Regions from separate parts of the Mus musculus genome. Here all the other regions are linked to region 1. Evidence: chromatin contacts called from public Hi-C and HiChIP or PLAC-seq data. All regions are on one chromosome and are shown on one strand. The core of a region is the stretch at or near the end of the contact, and the rest is flanking DNA. Distances in the headings are between cores, read along the strand shown.

Region 1 (2,821 bases), core at 122-2,621:
CTCTCTTCCTTCTATTCATTCTCCCTTGAATACACCACATAGAGATATCCAATTAGTCTTCTGAAGTTACAACAATGACCAGCCCGGCCAGATAAGCCCATGGGTGCAATAGTAGCACACTAACAGGGCAACCAACTGCTTCTGATTGGACTTAAGGTCCACTCTCCTGAAGAAAACACATGTGATATTATTAATATGGTCAAAATTTGTGCCTGGGGAGCTTATAGGCTATAGGAGAGAGCCTAGTACTATGATTTTACTAATTAGACATTGTTTCAAACTGACTTCTAAGTACATATCTCTATACTTGCAGATCAGTACAAGTCTTGGATCTAAACAGAGAAGCACATTGTTCAGTAGATGATGGTTAATGTTGAGACTTATAGCCTGTCAATGTATTAAGTGATAAGTTTCTGTCACATATAGGACATCTAGACCATAGTCCCCTATAATCTGAAGCTTAAGGAACATCCTGGAAAAGGGAGTAGAATGATTATAATAGCCAGAGGCCAGGGAGGACTGGAGCAGAACAGCATCTTCTAGACATGGCAGGACTGTTATTAACTTCTGGACATGACTCACGAGCTCGGAGCAGCTGTAGTCAGCTGCACAAGATCTACAGAAGACTGAGCTGGTCAACCTCCCAGCACGGATGGGAGGGGTCTGTGAGCCCCCAGCCCAACTGAGAGACTATTAGTAGTTGATGGCTGCTAGGGTAGGGAGAAGTAGTTTTCCCCAGGGGAGTGGTCCCTGGTTGGTTGCCCATGCTAATGCATGCATCCATCCATATAGACATATGCATATATATGTAGTACTAATTGGACTCAATGGGTTGTAAAAAAAAAACAGATGTGAAGTTGGGAGGGGGTTATGGAGGACAGATCTGGACAAGGTAGACTGGGGAGTATGGGTGAATATGGCTGAAGTATACTATATGCATGTATGAGGTTCTCAAAGAATAAGTAGGAAATTAACTCAGAAAAATAAATACATGTGGTAAGGATATGTCTATATCTCCCCTGTTGAAATAGCCTCACATTGGTGTTTAGACCCCAGAAAGGTACTTTATAGAGTTCCAGCACTTGGCAGCTGGTAATATGTGGGAAATGTTATTACATAAACCCCAGTTTGGGGTAAGAGACAGGTGGTATTTTTGAAGTCAGTGTCAACATGAGGATGTAGCCACAGTGACCGCCTCCAGCCCATCTGCAGGGACATTTCTGTCTCCAGTAAATACATCCCCTCTCTCCACTTGCTTTGACTGCCTCCCCAGGTTCCCCTTTTTTAACCTCGAGTTTCAACTTGATGAGTCATCAAAAGGACTGGGTCACCGATTTCTACCTGGCAAGAACTTCTGAAGCTGTGGCTGTTTTCTGGCCTTATCTCATCTGGCTGACGTCCATTAAACAAATACTGGGAGACTTTCATGCTCCAAGTACTATGCTAAGGAACAGAATTAAAAAAAAAAAAAAAGCCAAACAAGAAACAGCTCCTGCCTTCCTTCATGGGGCTTCCATGCTGAAACCCTCACCGCTTATGCAGAACTGTGAGGTCTCTTGAAAGGTTCTGCTGAGTGAGTTTAAGCTGGGAGCCTGAGAAGGTTCCCTGAGGAAGCAAGCCAAGCTAAGAGCTCTGGGTTAAGTAGGTGTTAAGCAGGAACGGAAGGAAGGGAGAGCGATCTAGATTAGTGTTTGATTAAGTAACTTGGTGCCGTAGCCTAGAAAAGTGACACAGAAAATTAACTATCACACATGTAACCAATTAGTCTTGATCCTGAGAGTAACGGGAAATTCTGCAGGCTGTTCAGAGTGATGTGATTAGACCCGTGTTTCTCAAATGTACTTGACACTGTTAGACGGTGTTTGGTGTTACTTTTTCTCTGCAGTCCTTGGATGCCGTAAGACACATCGAGGCACTCTTTCTTTCCCGGGGCTATCCCTGTCTCACATGGATTTGTCTCTTAGGTACATACCTGTGATCTCGAAATGACTTCTTACACAGCACATATCACTCCATGTTTTATTTTGTGTTACTGTTTCTTTTTCCAAGCATATTGGAAGGTTTTTGGAGACAGGAACCATATCTTGTTTCCCAGTGCATCCATAGTCCCTTGAACAGTTCCTGGCACATGACACACATCCGGTAAGAGTCTACAGTCAATCTCTTGAGTTCAGGGCCTTAAGAAGAATTAACCATGGGTGTGTGTGTGTGTGTGTGTGTGTGGTGAGGTAGCTCAGTGCCTAAAAATGCAAAGCTGACAGCCTTAGTTCATTCCCTAGAACCCATGCGAAAAGTCAGGTGTATGTTGTCCCAGCACACCCACAATGAGATGGGCGTTAGAGATCCGAGACCCTCCTGCAATCTTGTGGATCAGCGAACTAAGACCATACAGTGTGGCAGAAACAAGAGACACCCTTCCTCAAGAAAGTGACAGAAGAAAAATGACTCCCAATATTGGTCCTCTAGCCTCCACATGTAGTGTATGGAATGCGCGCGCGCGCACACACACACACACACACACACACACACACACCGACCCTCCCAAAAAGCCAGACAGAAATAAAATAAAATTAAAAATAATAATCATTTCAGAAAATGTACAATAGTTTATGCCTTACATCTAGTTTTCAATGACATGGTGATAGTTGCTCTTGTATGTATCTTGTAGAGATGGCCTATTCTTGAATATAATGATTTCTTGCACAAACTTTAAATTTTGGAACAAGTTTATCTTTATTGAAAAGTTGCAGAGATAGTGCAGGAAGCTGCTGTATGCCAGGTCCCCAATGCCAACATCTTGTATCCCTGTAGTCTAGTCTAA
Region 2 (2,779 bases), core at 233-2,732, 280 kb after region 1:
AAAGCAAAAGAACTCTTTCTCTGAGACAATAATTTATTTCTCTCCAGTGAGATGAATAGATCTTATTTCTAAGAGCCTCCAGCTATCTGACTGTGTGACTCACTAGCATTTTACAAGATGTATGAGAATCCTATGTCTTTAAGGTTGAAGATTCATTCCATGGGGAAGATCTTCAGTATCTTCCATGTTATACCAACGCAAGCTAAGTATACTTGACCTACTACATCTGTTCCTCTCATCTATTTGATCAAGTTCATGCTTTTGCTATTATATGCATGGAAGGGCTCTGTTGTATTTTTTATTTAGTAATGCATTCTAGCTCATATGTACATGAGGATTTTTGTTTCAATTGTGACCCTTGATCTGGAACTTTCTATTCTGTGTATAGAGAATGGAGAAATAATTGGGCAAATCGTGGCCAATCTTATAAAAGTTCACAGATGCCTCTTTGAATGCAACAGTTCATAATGATTTAAACGAGACTTTGTGCCCTAACTTTCATCTCAATATATGAGGTGGGTGGTGGGGGAGGGAGGAAGTGGATCGATGGCCAAAACTGAGTTTTGATCCCTGCTCTCACCCGGGCCCTACCCACAAACACCATCTAAAGCAAGACCAGTTGTCAGCACTTCATTCATGAGCATCATTACCAAAATTCCACAATTCACTTATGGTATCAAAGGTTTGTTTTAATGGAAATAATTTATATGGCATCTTCTCTGGGAAGAATCAGAAAGGTCCATTTGCTGTCTTGACTTTGAACATTGTGGTCTGAGTTCAGTTACATGCTTCAGAGTCAAAAGCCTGCTGCAGCCCACACTAAAATGGATGCTACAGATGTCACCCAGAACCCATGGAAACACAGAACTTAGAGTCGGGAAGGAAAGTGAAGAGGGAGGTTTTCTCTTCTGACATCTCTCTAACAACTGTGTCTAACCTGAAAATGTGGCTCCAATCCTTCTCAGAACTATTATTTTCTTTACAGCAAAGTTCTAAAAACTTGGTTTCTTTTGATTTCTCCCCCCCTGGCAGGAAAATGACACATTTGGGGCCAAGGCATTAAAGTGTGGTCTCTTGGGAAAAGGGGGGAGGGCTATTGCTCTCGAGCCCACAAACAGTTGCAGGTGCAAAAAATGTGCACACGAAAAGGGAGGTCTGGTAGAGGCCCTTTTAAAATGTGGCCTTTTAAGTTCAATAAATCTCTTTGCTCTCCCCTTTGTGAGCTGTGTGCGTTCCTCCCACACTCTAATGCACATTTCAGTCTCCAATGTGGCCTCCAGAAGGAATCTCCGTGTTTGTTGTGAAGTTTTCCGTAATTACATAATCATTGAAGTCTGTGAGGTGGCTGAAAAATGCAAACCCGGGGATTACAGTAACATAATTAGGCTGCTTCCTGTAAGAGCCAAGCTTCTCGGGTCAGGCTTTGATTGGCTGCCCTCGGACCCTTCCTTTTCCTCAGTGAATCACAGCTCAATGGGCCTTTCTGCAGGCCAACTGCTGCGAGGCATTTTAACAGCGTGCTTTTTGTGCGCCCTGAATGAGTTCTGTACACACCCTCTGCATCAGTTTGATTAAGAAGGCAGGGGCAGGGGAGCCAGAGGGCTGTGGTTTCTCGGATGCCTTCGTGTCTGTGTGGTGACAGAGCCAATGCTTACTTTGTCTGGGCCGCAGTACCTTGACTCATCTGGTGGTGTCTAGAAGCCTTGAGTCCTGGCTTTGGGGTATTGGTAGCAAGAAAGAGAAGAAAGGGCAGAGAAAAGCTGAGTTTTGCGTGTGTAATGGAATTTGGTAGCTGATGTGCATCATTCATTCTCAGGTGGGTAGGGAAGATGATATATCACAAACAACCCGCCCACAAATAGCTTTCTATTCTAGGCAGTGTCATAACCATAACCCAAACCTAACCCTTTCTATTATGGGCTACATTGGCCCATAGGATCTACTTCCTCCTCTCCTAACCACTCTTGGAAATGGGAAATGATTCTTCTTGAGCTTCTGTGTCCATCTTTCTCCTCCTTTTGATAATCTCAGCGCACATGGAGGCCTCAGAAAAGTATAAAGTCCAGGTAACACTGATTACTTTGAAAATAAGGATAGTCATTTAGGAAACTTAAAAAAAAAAACACTTGATTTGGTGGATTCTTATTAAAAATCATCAATTGCTCATCAGTGGTCCCAAGTCAGGGGAGCAGCTGTCAAGTAAGGGAAGATGACCAGAAGGAAATCTTCCCCTTAATTTAATCCTGCACCAATGAGCAGAATAAGATGTCAGAGTTTTTTGTTTGGAAAAAAAAAATAGTAGAGTAGTTCAAATGGAGACAGACATCTAATTGTCAGGAGCATCCAATGGACTTGATGGCCACAGCATTTCTCTTAAGCAGATAGCTCGTTCATCACAGTGGGTAAAGGCCCAAGTGGGAATGTTCTGAAAGTCTTTCCTCTACTTTGGAAGATTCTCTTGCTCTGTTTTCAAGAACCCTTCAGGTCTTCTCATCCATTCTGTTGGGTTTCCTCGCAGAGAAAATTCCAGTTTCACTAAATATTCTTTCTTTGTGTCTACACTTTCAAAGTCTTAACATAACTGTGTTTCTTGATACACATTTCCTAAGTGAGGGTGTCTTTAGGAAGTGAACAAAGCACTGCAAATTTTGACTGAATCACGTTTTTGAAAATAGTGCTTTGTCCTCCTCTCTGTCAACGCCAAAAACCAAAGCTCTTGCTGATATACAGTACATCTAAACTATCCATGGGGGAGCTAAGCAACCATAAAGAAATGAAA
Region 3 (3,032 bases), core at 397-2,896, 280 kb before region 1:
TTACTATCTTGCCATTACCTCAAGCAGAGAAGCTAGAGACTAAGAAGAGGTCCTACTGAATGCTTTTTTTTTAATTTAGTTTTAACTTATTTCCAAAGAATATATATAATAATTTGTCACTTATTTTAACTGCCTGTGAGATATGTCACCAAGGGTAGCTGGTGAGATGCCCTTTCCCCACAGGTCTCAGAATTATGCTACCAGAATCTATTTCTCGATGGTTTCTATCTCTTATTTAATATTCTAGTTTACTCTTACTTTTGCTAAGAACTTATTTTTCTCTCTCTCTGTGTGTGTGTGTGTGTGTGTGTGTGTGTGTGTTTGTGTTTGTGTTTGCTTGCATGTGTGTGTGCCATGTGCATGCCTGGTGCTGTGTGAGGACAGAAAGGGCTTTGGGCTGTCTGGAGCTGGAATTATGAGCAGTTGCAAGTCACCACATAGGTGCTGGCAAGGGAACCCTGGTCCTCTGCAAGAGCAGACCAGCTCTCCAGCCCTACAAGTTCTTTTTATTTAATTTTAGCTTTCAATTTTCAGTTAGCTGTGACTCGGCTTATGTTTTCTTTTGCTTGGTGGAGTGAGGTGGTCTCATGTAGCCTAGGCTAGCCTTGTCCTGCGTAGTTCAGGCTGCCCCTAAACTCTTTTTAAGAACTGTAATCACAGGTATGAGCCACCATGCTTAGCTCTATCTCTTTATCTTCATAATCTCTATTGTTTCCTTAAATACATTTTCCTACTTCTTTAATTATTTTCACATTTTTAAAAATTTCATTGTATTAAAAAATAGTTCTGTAAAAGTCCCTATCTAGCTTGCTCAAGTCCAGTGTGTGTGATTTTACAGTTGTCAGCCTATTTCCTTATTTCCTTGCTTGGGTTATAATTTGTATGGTCATCTGACAATTTCAAAAGATTCTTTAAATGCCTAGAATAGTACATCTCTCTGTTCTCTCTCGTGTGTGTGTGTGTGTGTGTGTGTGTGTGTGTCCACGCGCGTATGTGCTTGCTTGTGTTGCATGACTAAAGTATGCAAACAACCAGTGTATAAGCTGGCTTTCCTTTTTATATGAAGATAAAGTCACCACAGACATGAGTGCAGTTCTGTTCCGTGTCTGTTTCTTCTAGATTACCATTGATGTGTTGGGGCCTTTATACCAGTTCAGTTTCTTATTTCTAGATTTTCCTATTCAATTTTTTTGACTAACTTGTTTGCTATTGCTGTTGTCTTCTAGTAGCTATGAAGTTTTAAAACTTTTTTTCACTGAGTAAGCTTGATGTCTGACCAGATAAATCCTAGGACAGACAAATGACAGTTTTCTGAGAAAGAACTCAGCCCCATTCTGGCCCTTCCTCTAGTGACAATGCTGCCATGATCCCAGGCCGAGGACGCACATGGCCCACTGGGAAGCTTTGGCCTGAGGTGGAATCTCAGAAAGCTAAAGTGGGATGACGTCTCTGGAAACAGATGTTCCCTGAGCTGTTGCAAGAGCAAGTTAATTTTAAGAAACACTGGTTAGTGTTTTAGTTTTCTTCTCTTGTGTGAAGAACCCTGACAGAAGCGTCGTTTGGGAAGGAGGAAGGCTTCTGACTCGCAGTCTAGGGTTCAGTGCTTCATGGTGGGAAAGTGAAGGCAGCTGATTGCATCACATCCACAGTCAGGAATAGAGCCGTGAGCTCCTGCTGCTGCTCCTACCTCAGTTAGAGCAATGAACCCAAACCCCACAGGCATGCCCAGAGGCCAGTCTCCATGGTGACGGCCCATTCTAACCACAGCAGTGTTCTCCTTGCTTGGTGGAGAGGTCATGTGATAGGCCGACACTCCATTACTGAAGAAGGCATCTCTACTACCTCTAAGGCTTGATGAATGGATTTTGTAGAAATTTGGAGAAAACGATAAAGATGAAGTGTTTCCTAGAGTTTTTTTTGTTCTTGTTTGACTGGAGTGAGGAGTTATTTTAAGACAGTGTCTGACTGTAACCCTGACCAGCCCATAAGTTGCTGTGTGTTGGCATTGAGCTCTGTCTCTGGAATTGAAGGTGTACATGCCTGGCTGCTATCTCTGTTAATGATTTCTAAAGTGCAAAACGTTCCACTGAGTACTCGACCTTAAGGATAAGAGTCGGGCTGGAGAGGTGGCTCAGCAGTTAAGAGCACTGGCTGCTCTTCCAGAGGTCCTGAGTTCAATTCCCAGCAACCACATGGTGGCTCACAACCATCTGTAATGGGATCTGATGCTGTCTTCTGGTGTGTCTGAAGACAGTGACAGTGTACCCACATACATGAAGTAAATAACTAAATCTTTAAAAAAAAAAAAAAAAGGAAAAGGAAAAGAATAAGAGTCTGTCATGTTAGATGCCCAGGGATTGCCTTCTCTACCAACCTGCAGCTTATAGCTAATGCCCCTACCCTGGACAGTCTGAAAGAATAACCCTGTAGCATGGAGCATGGCCGTGGTTAAAATAGAGAGGCTTCAAGCCATGCAGGACTGGGATCTCAGGCTTGGAAAGCAAGTTTCAGGACAGAGCAGGCCAGCTGTTCCCAAGCTGTGGTTCACAATCCTATGGGGGGGGGGGGGGTCACATATCAGATAGCCTGCATATCAGATATTTATATTACTATTCATAACAGTAGCAAAATTACAGTTATGAACTAGCAATGAAATGATTAAATAGTTAGGGGTCACCACAACATGAGGAACTATACTAAAGGGTTGCAGCATTAGGAAGGTTGGGAAACACTTGGGCACTTATGTCTCATTTCTGGATCTTCTTCATCTAAAAAACTCTGATTGTAGTATTTTGTTACTGTGGAGATGAAATGCGCCTGCTTCACTGTAATGTCTCAGAATGCTTGGTGTGGAAAAGAGGTACAGATGCTATCTAATCAGCTGTGCACTGGGCAAGTTGAGTTACCTTAGATCATACTATTGTTGCAAATTAATGTTTGTCAGGCTTTCTGTATTTCTGGCGAGTGGAATACGTGTGATGAGTTGTTCATGACACGAGGCTGTGTGTGCGCTGCTGTATTTGTAGTGTCTA
Region 4 (2,829 bases), core at 259-2,758, 400 kb after region 1:
GGTTTCACATGTTAAATGAGAATTCAGTTAGAAATATTTTTACCCAGTTGGTAGTTTTTACTGAGAAGAGATAAGAATGTGCTGTGTTGTGATAAGAGGAGCTAGCTGTAGGTAGACCAGCAGGCCGGAGGCCATCATGCAGGAGAGATCAGAACTTCAATGAAGAATGAGACAGAAACGCCTAGAAAAGTGGGGTGTACTGTTCTGAACTCAGAATTTATTTTCCTTTCTTAAATTAGCATAGACAGAGTGTGCTGACTCATTTCACTTGCTAGAGAGTGTGTTTGTTTTCTAAGGGGACTGAATCTCAGGAGCTGCTGGGATTTTAAGTTTGTTTCTTTGTTTCTTCTTCCATCCTTTCAAAAACTCTCATTCTGCTCAATTGTTTTTAAAATAATGTTTCCTTTGACAAAAAGTGGCAATAAAATGCAGACAGCCTGGAAAGGCTATTAAAGAAATAATCCACGATGAGTTCATTAATTAAAGTATAAGAATGTGCATCAGGGGTTGTCATGCAGGCTTCAGGGTGTTTGTGGAACTCCCTAACAAGAAAGATCTATAGTGTGTGTGTGTGTGTGTGTGTGTGTGTGTGTTTCTGAATTCTCAAAGAATCCCATAAAAAACAAACAAACAAACAAACAAATCCAACTACACAGGAATCTGCACATAGACAAAAACCAACCACATTGTCATAGATGTGCCTCAGAGTGGTCTGACTTCAGAGACTGCATAGAAAAGCCCCACAGAGTCATCAAGCCATGTCTAGGGCATCTCACAGAGCAGATGCTAACCTCCAGAGTCACAGGCTTCCCTGTGCATTGTGCACTAGAATAAAGGTGTGGTGGGTGTCCTGCTTATACCTTGAGGGCATATGGGTGCACACAGTCCTCATCAGCTGCAGGGATGAACAACTCGCTCTCACCACTTCCCTCCATGTGAATGTACAAAAGGCCACTTATGCTCAAAATTTGAACATAGTAGTAATTATTTTTTTTTATCCCCACAGATTAGCCAGTAAAATTCAGAATTTAACCACAACAACAGAAATACCTTTAACTTTTAGGAGTCAAACACCTACTCAGTATACACAGTTGTTACAAAATATCAATTCAAGGGAGTTTTCTCTGCCACTTAAAGTTTATGGTGATTATTAAATAAACAGACCTTTGCTTCATTTGAAAAGGGATTTGTTTAAATACTACTTATTTGAAGATCATTAAGTCTCTGGAGTTCAAGGATATCGAGGGTGGTGACTGCCTCCCGGAGCTATCTAACTTCTTTTATGATGTCAGCTTTCCCAGAGATTTTATTTAACAAATGACTTCACTGTGGAGAAAAGCTGTCATATTAATCTATCTGTCCTAGCCTTCACCTTCCAGCCTCACTGTGATCATGTAAGAGAAGTCTGAGGGGTAAAGAGAGAACCCACACTACCCATTAGCAGTCCCCTGTCAGGTGGCACGTGATCCTGTGTCAGCACACTCGGCTCCTCAGCTGCGGACTCCCTGGTCTTTCCTTCTCAGACAGACACCACCATGATTGAAGTTTACAAAAGGCAAGCTGTACAGGGCATCTGACACTCTGCAAAGCTTGCCACCTTTTCTGTTTTCTGTTTATCTTTCCCTTTGCCAGAGTCTGTAAGAAGCTTTCATGGCTGAGAAAGTAAGTCTTTGAGTCATAAGAACAAGGTGAAGGTATTTAGAGGGAAAAAAAGCTTGCCAGGTTTAAAAAAAAAAAAACCTGTATTCCCTTACTAAGACAATTTTAAAACCTCAAATATTACAACCACAAACTGTTCGTGCAGATGAAAATGAAAGTAGGCCACTTAAAGAGAGTTTTGTCTAAACTAAAGCAAATGCATTGCGTCATTATTTTAAGCATTGGGATTAACAGGCTACCAAACGGTTTCTTTGAAATTAAGAAGGCAGCATTTTAAATATTACATCTGAACGTGTTGTGTCTCCTCTAAGGGACACGCAGAACCTGAGTGGCTGATGTCTCTATGCCCTCTCCCCAGCCCCTGAGGACCACACTGCCCTTCCTGCCTGCGCCTACTTGGCTCTGGGCCAGCAGCTTTCAGGGCCCCTTCATTAGGAGCTCCTGGCAATGTGGTTCAAATGTGAAATTTCCATCTCCCCTCCACAGGCAGCTAGGCAAGGGCAAAGCAGTTGGGACATGCTTGACACATGAATTTGAAAAGGGAAGAGGAGAAGGAGGAAGAGGAGGTAAGCCTTCAAAACTATATCTATCAAAGTGAAAGTCAGGAAAAATTAGGCCATCCACCTGACTGGGGCTGCCAAAGAGTTAGGTGAAAGTGCCTTTCAAGGACGTCCTACATAAAATTCAGTATGCTAGTTAACAGGACAGCCAGGTGCCCCAAGCTGTCTGAGGAACACAAGCACATTGAAAATAAAGACACTCACTAATAACCCCCATACTTTAATGTTTTAGGATTCTCTTTGATTTCCTATGGAACCTGGTTAGCCCAGAGAGGACTAGAATACATGTGGTAGTGGTGGTGGTGGTGGTGGTGGTGGTGGTGGTGGTGGTGGTGGGTGTGTCAAGTTGAAAGTTGTGTGTGTGTGTGTGTGTGTGTGTGTGTGTGTGTCTAGGGGGATGTTTATAAACTGAATTTCCATTAGTTGATAGTCACATTTTGAGCCCACTATAGGTTGAGACATGCAGGGAGAAATAATAATGTCCGCTCATGAACGTGCTTTGGAGGCAAGCCATACCACCACTGAAGTAAGCCCTCAGCTGAACTTGACTGAGCAGGTCCACACCTCGTTAAGTAACACCAGTTGCCATTGTAGTCAGTGATGTCAGTCA

Evidence for each region. A called contact is a pair of places that touch in the nucleus more often than the background predicts. HiChIP or PLAC-seq counts read pairs in DNA pulled down with a chosen protein or histone mark.
Region 2: a Hi-C map of uterus shows a contact between it and region 1. The contact joins two enhancer-like sites. A contact is called at or near these places in 7 of 39 promoter capture datasets (3T3-L1-derived adipocytes, cranial neural crest, embryonic stem cells and 4 more), 3 of 484 Hi-C or Micro-C datasets (pre-B cells and uterus) and 1 of 115 datasets of contacts at active chromatin or transcription factors (bone marrow-derived macrophages).
Region 3: a Hi-C map of uterus shows a contact between it and region 1, with 3 times the contacts expected there. The contact joins two enhancer-like sites. A contact is called at or near these places in 13 of 39 promoter capture datasets (the 3T3-L1 cell line, 3T3-L1-derived adipocytes, the C10 cell line and 8 more), 1 of 15 datasets of contacts at CTCF or cohesin (large pre-B cells), 10 of 484 Hi-C or Micro-C datasets (B cells, the G1E-ER4 cell line, embryonic fibroblasts and 5 more), 3 of 115 datasets of contacts at active chromatin or transcription factors (bone marrow-derived dendritic cells, embryonic stem cells and neural progenitor cells) and 1 of 9 other capture datasets (bone marrow-derived macrophages).
Region 4: an H3K4me3 HiChIP or PLAC-seq map of bone marrow-derived macrophages shows a contact between it and region 1, with 3 times the contacts expected there. The contact joins two enhancer-like sites. A contact is called at or near these places in 8 of 39 promoter capture datasets (the C10 cell line, cranial neural crest, embryonic stem cells and 5 more), 1 of 15 datasets of contacts at CTCF or cohesin (pro-B cells), 12 of 484 Hi-C or Micro-C datasets (the G1E-ER4 cell line, bone marrow-derived dendritic cells, cerebellar granule neurons and 5 more), 10 of 115 datasets of contacts at active chromatin or transcription factors (CD8 T cells, the SCID.adh cell line, astrocytes and 7 more) and 2 of 9 other capture datasets (bone marrow-derived macrophages and embryonic stem cells).

Annotation. Positions count from the first base shown.
Region 1 is chr10:44,606,235-44,609,055 of GRCm38.p6, forward strand. The region is part of intron 2 of Gm35154 (a long non-coding RNA gene); the gene reads left to right. Among named protein-coding and RNA genes, the nearest start is that of Gm35154, 8.7 kb to the left of the region's middle. Within about 2 kb of position 1,372, at least 70 of the 459 cell types and tissues checked have an H3K27ac peak or open chromatin away from gene starts, as enhancers often do. A contact at or near this core is called in the SCID.adh cell line, bone marrow-derived macrophages, pro-B cells and 1 more, where this site is marked.
Region 2 is chr10:44,886,004-44,888,782 of GRCm38.p6, forward strand. No RefSeq gene overlaps it. Among named protein-coding and RNA genes, the nearest start is that of Gm40638, 56 kb to the right of the region's middle. Within about 2 kb of position 1,483, at least 56 of the 459 cell types and tissues checked have an H3K27ac peak or open chromatin away from gene starts, as enhancers often do. A contact at or near this core is called in uterus, where this site is marked.
Region 3 is chr10:44,324,250-44,327,281 of GRCm38.p6, forward strand. The region is part of intron 6 of Atg5 (autophagy related 5); the gene reads left to right. Among named protein-coding and RNA genes, the nearest start is that of Mir1929, 34 kb to the right of the region's middle. Within about 2 kb of position 1,647, at least 41 of the 459 cell types and tissues checked have an H3K27ac peak or open chromatin away from gene starts, as enhancers often do. A contact at or near this core is called in bone marrow-derived macrophages and uterus, where this site is marked.
Region 4 is chr10:45,001,388-45,004,216 of GRCm38.p6, forward strand. No RefSeq gene overlaps it. Among named protein-coding and RNA genes, the nearest start is that of Gm40639, 22 kb to the right of the region's middle. Within about 2 kb of position 1,509, at least 85 of the 459 cell types and tissues checked have an H3K27ac peak or open chromatin away from gene starts, as enhancers often do. A contact at or near this core is called in the SCID.adh cell line, bone marrow-derived macrophages and pro-B cells, where this site is marked.